Linked DNA regions of Hordeum vulgare: region 1 is linked to region 2. The links are chromatin contacts, called in public Hi-C maps. All regions are on one chromosome and are shown on one strand. The core of a region is the stretch at or near the end of the contact, and the rest is flanking DNA. Distances in the headings are between cores, read along the strand shown. Region 1 holds the start of LOC123410978 (12-oxophytodienoate reductase 7). Region 2 holds the start of LOC123409705 (PAN domain-containing protein At5g03700-like).

Region 1 (2,700 bases), core at 64-2,563, 170 kb before region 2:
GTTTCCAAATATCGATAGCATGATCATACATAATACTCCGTAGATATGAAGCATTTGCTTAAGGGAACCTGACTACTAGTCCCTTTTATTTTTGTTACTTATTAGCTTGAGCAGCTGACAGGACACCCTTTGTTTTTCATGATTGCAAAAACTGAAGTACTTGAGCTATCTAGAAAAAATACTAAAACTATTTTTAAATCCAGTGCATCTCTCTCAAGACAAATCATACTGTAGGTGTTGCCTTCTATGATCGTGTCCCTATTCATACTCTGCAACTCCACCTGAAAAGGGCATGGAGTCAGGAAAAGGCTACGGGTTTCTGATGGATAGTCAGTCTCATGGTCAGACTGTGGGTACATTAGGGTCAAAGTGCCACAGGATAATTAGTTGCTAATTAAATACGGCCTGAACCTCAATTGACACACTTATAGTACAAGTTCAGGGACCTAAATCACAAGCCGAACATATGTCACGCTTTACATATGTCACGCTTTACTCCTTAAACTACAAAGCAAGATAGGTTCGCTGTGCTCGTCACTCAACCACCACCTACCAATAGAAATATAGAAATCAAAGCTAGCACTCTAACAAACATCCAACGACAAATTAGCCTAACAACCACATTTTGGAGAATCATTCTGCCAGATACTCAGATCTAGCAAGCAGGAATATTTATCAGAGCAATGTGCACGCAGCGCTACTATACTAAACAAATCCAGGACCGAGCAAACGACAGTATGACGAGCGCGGATTCTGAAACAGGAACAGTAAACTAGTCCGAACAGGAGCATCGACCCATGTGCGGACCATGAGGCGGAGCGAGGGAGAGGTATGGAGTGACGAGATTACCCCGGCCCCGCCGGCGAGACGACGGTGCCCTCGGAGATGAGCAGGCCTCCCTGGGTGGCCCGCTGCGCGTAGTACTCCGCTAGCGCCGGCCCCGGCAGCCCGCCGATGGCCCTGCACCTCGTCATCGGCGCCAGCACCACCCTGCACGCAGAAATGCTCGCCAGGGTCAAAGGAGTGAGCGAAGACCGGAGACGGCCGAATTTCCGGCGCGGATTGAAGGGGCCGGCCGGCTCACCGGTGGGCGAGGCTGAAGCGGCGCATCTGGTACGGCGAGAAGAGCGTCGGCCGCTGGTCCGGCGCCGGCCGATCCATCTGGAGCTCTCGCGCTGGATCGAGGGGCGCAGTGGGCGAGGCGGGGGAGGGGACGGGACGGGAAAGGAAGGCGCGGCGAGAGAGGGATGGCAATTGTGGGAGGCAAAGAAAGAAAGAATTGGGTGGGAATGGTAATGGGTTGGTGGGCTTCGAAAGCGAGAGCGAATTAAAGCGCACGGGTGTTAAAAGGCGGGCGTTAGAGTAGCGGAGGTCTTTTTCGGCATGTGGTTTGCGTGTTGAGACTTGGATGCAATGATATGAATCTGGAAGCAGGGCGCCGATCTGTGCCTCGTCGAGTGACTAGATTTCGACATACAAATAAATTTAATTGAAATGGTCTCAGATGAACACGTGCTCAATTATAAAAATTCTTAGTCTTGTTAAGATGAACAATTTCTGTTTTTGATCGTCTCTCAATTCATAGTCTTAGGGCAACTCCAACGGACCGACTCAAACGGATGGCGAATTTGTGAGCTTTTGTTTGTTTGGGTCGGCCCAGCGGACACGGATGTTCGTTTTAGCATTTGGGTCGACGCATGCGTCCAACACTAACCGGATCCATTTTATCGACGCGTGAAAAAATAATAATCAAGCATATTCATTAAAAGCCAGCCACGAAAACCGGCCGCGAAAGCAGGTTACATTATAAATGAAAAAGAAAAAAACCTAGGGGTCCTCGTCGACGGCGGCGAGGTCGGGCTGTGCCGGCTCGGGCATTGCTGGTGTTGACGGTGGCGCAGCACGGACGCGTTTGTCCGCGAGGCGCAGCGCCATCTTAGCATGGAGGTAAGCGGCCTCCTCCGGGAGCAGCGCGCGGGGGTAGACGACAAGGGTGCTCTGGGCGAAGCCGGGCGTAGCATGGGCGCGCCCGTGCGCATGGCGCATCGTCCTCTTAGCCTGCAGGTAGGCGACCTCCTCCTGGGAGCATCGTGCATGCATAGACAACGAGGTTGTCACCGTTGTCCATGGATGTTGGATCGTCGACGAGGAAACAGAGGGTGGCGAGATGGGGACGGGGGGAGGTTTCTGGAAGCAGATGGCCGGACCCCACCGCACGCTCGGATTAAAAAAGGTCGACCGCGGTCGCTGACGCGTGGCCCCGAGGAGGACGGCCGTCATAAATGATGTTGACCGCGGTGGTTAGGCAGACACCGAGAAGGCGCTTCACGTCCGCGCCAACGCATTTCAGTTCCAATTTTGGCCAGAAATGGATCGGCGCGGACGCAGAACAGACGTGTTTTGAAAATGGGTCAGCGCGTTGGGCCATTCGTTTTGTCTGCACCGACCTAAACGGAGGGCGACGGACGAAATAGGTCGCCCCATTGGAGTTGCTCTTATGCAACTTATAAAGCTATAAAGCAGGAAGAAGGTTAGTGACAGAGGGTTACGAAAATCAGGTCGGATTTCAACCCATATCCGACCCTTAAGAGCAACCTCAAGCTGTTCATCCATTTTGTTTGTGCCTGTCTGTTTGGGTTAAAACGGATAAAAAGTTGACCCAACACATAGAACCAAATGGATGCGCGTTCGTTTTTTGTT
Region 2 (2,700 bases), core at 154-2,653:
CCTGCATGGGTATATTAATTCGGTGTTGTGCATTCAACAATACCCTAATAGTGATCTAGATCGAGAAATGGAACATGGTGCCGAGTGCTTCATCACCGGACACAAATGCGAGCTTAGTCCCCAAGTTGGTGCCGCGCTGGACACCAGCTCGACCAGGTTGGACTAAGCTCAATATGGATGGAAGCTACATCACATCTACGGGCGTGTCCATGGGAGGTATGACCCTCCGAGATGATAGAGGTGTGATCATTTATAGTGCATGCACGAAGCTCCGTAGATGTGATAGTGGCTTGGAGGCGGAACTAGCAGCTTGTAGAGAAGGGTTGGACTTGGCCCTGCACTCGATGTACTTACCCATTATGGTTGAGCTAGCTAACACTGGATGTACTTACCCATTATGGTTGAGCTAGCTAGCGTGGAAGCGTTGCTGATGCTCACAACACACTTGACGGATCGATGACAACATCTTTTGAGGAATGGGCCAGATCCAGCCATTTCTCAAGAACACTAGCTAACGGTCCTGATACTACCACTTGGACGTGTAACATACATGCTGATGTTCACGATTTTGATAGTCATACTGATGATTTGAAGGAGAATTATTTTATTGGCTAATTCGAATTTGTCTGCACAATTCGTAAAATTCTTTCTTATTGTTGAAGTCCAAAATTCAAGGCTCTTGGCTCTTTTCACGCCTTCTCACAAACAAATTAAAGAATATATTTTTATTTTTGAAGTTTGGATAAACCATTGCTTCCTTTGGTGTCTACAATACATATGACTCATATAGTACTAATTTTAATTTTTACTAGATCGAAATAAATTATGTCGAAAAGAAAAAATTATAGATCCAATGTCACATTCCGTGCCTTTTCTATAGTAACCATCCCAACCATGATTTTTTATTCCATTCCGTTAAGTTATTTCCATACGAAATAACAAATTCATTCTAATAATACTAAAAAAATAGATGGTTCCATCTTTTGTATGGTTCCCTTTTAAATGGTGATGCCCTCTCTATACACTGGAGCCTTTCTTTTATCCTGGGGGGTTTAGTTACCATTGCTTAGCTTTAAACCTGCCTGTCATATTAAATGTGAATAACTCGTCATCCTTTCTTTAAAACAAGAGGTTCTTCTGATTATGTGCGTTATTTTCATTTTTCCTCTTAAAAGATAGACTTTGAGATAGGAGTCTTGGAATAATGCTAAATTCAAAGGTTTATTTCTATAGTATAAGAAAAACAAATTGAATCAAATGCATGGATTTACCACGGCGAAAAAAATAGGAATTTTCTCTCTTCGAGACCATTGAAAAAGAATTCTTTCCCAACAGACGGATACTTTTTTTTCCTGTAAATACCACATATTTGATTTCATCCATAAATCGACCCTCCCTCCTATGCTATGAGTTTCAGTACCAATAGGAATTCGAGCACACCCATTGAGGAGGTCAGTAGATTAGCAGCAGCGATGCTAAGAAGATTTTTTTACTCACTATAATCGCTCGCAGAATAACGCCAGTCACGAGATGGCCGCGTATGACCGTAGTTCCCCTTGCACTACAATGTGGTTCCATTCGGAAATGGAATTTGTTTCAAACTTGGTTATGACGAAGAAATCTCCTTGAGTAATGAGAATCGAATCCACTTTCCCTCTCAAAAAAAGAAAAGAAAATGGAGACCGGCCTGGCTTCATGACTGAGCAAGTAGATCAACCTTCTGTGCTCGCCGATTACTGCATTCAGCATCACGAGTGATAGTACCAGATCTGTTCAGAAACCAACGGAGGCCAGTTGTGCACTTTCTGAAGTTGCATCCGGAGAAGATATTGCTGCCGGGCTCGCATGGGTTGATCCAACTCACACTTTCCAACAGCAATTATATATTCCGCAAGTCGGCAATACACAATTGCATCTACTAAAAGGTAAGACACGGGCAACTATCCACCGAGTGTGCTCATCTGATCGTTGACCAAACCTCCCTATCCCTTTTATGGCCTCACTTTCGCAACCACGACATTGCTGGTCATGGACATTGCACTAACAGATAAATATTCCCGGCGCTTGTCTTCTCCTGCTCCAGCCCAATCTCAAATTCTCATTGGCTTCTTCTTCTATGCTTCCATACAGCTCTGCTCTGTGCTCTTCACTCTGTCTACTTCCATTTCCAAGAATCCATACTCGGATCCTGAGTCTCTGAGCAGAAGTACCACTGGAGGGAGCTCACTAGCTAGCTAGCCGGACGACGGCGATGGCAGGCGAGCTTACTGTGATGATATGCATGGCGGCTGCGGCGCTGCTGATTTCTTTGACCGGCGGCGCGGGCGTGGCGGCGGCCTCAGCCAAGGAGCTACGGCGAGGCTTCTCGGCCACCCACGACACGTCCTACTCGCACTTCCAGCCGGTGCTCACCGACCCCACCGGCGCCTTCGCCTTCGGCTTCCTCCGCGTCAACTCCACCACGCTCGACCTCGCCGTCCTCCACCTCCCTTCCGCTTTCCCCCTCTGGCGAGCCATGCCGGACCGCCCCGCGCCGTGGTCCGCGGCCGCGTCCCTCTCCTTCAACGGCAACCTGGTGCTCACTGACGCCGCCACCAACCAAGTGCTCTGGTCCACCGCCGCGGCGGCCGGCGACCGCGCCGTTCTCCTCAACACGTCCAACCTTCAGATTCGGAGCAGCAGCTCGCCCGTTGCCGTGTG

What was found. Hi-C and Micro-C count contacts between places; a contact is called where the count stands out from the background.
Region 1: a Hi-C map of seedling shows a contact between it and region 2, with 2.0 times the contacts expected there. The contact joins the promoter of LOC123410978 here to the promoter of LOC123409705 in region 2. A contact is called at or near these places in 1 of 6 Hi-C or Micro-C datasets (seedling) and 1 of 1 datasets of contacts at active chromatin or transcription factors (embryo).

Annotation. Positions count from the first base shown.
Region 1 is chr7H:562,070,956-562,073,655 of MorexV3_pseudomolecules_assembly, reverse strand. It overlaps LOC123410978 (12-oxophytodienoate reductase 7), which reads right to left and starts at 1,313. Exons shown (of 5, transcript XM_045103898.1): 1 at 1,085-1,313; 2 at 850-990. The coding sequence starts at 1,161.
Region 2 is chr7H:561,902,952-561,905,651 of MorexV3_pseudomolecules_assembly, reverse strand. LOC123409705 (PAN domain-containing protein At5g03700-like) reads left to right here and starts at 1,403. Exons shown (of 1, transcript XM_045102567.1): 1 at 1,403-2,700. The coding sequence starts at 2,252.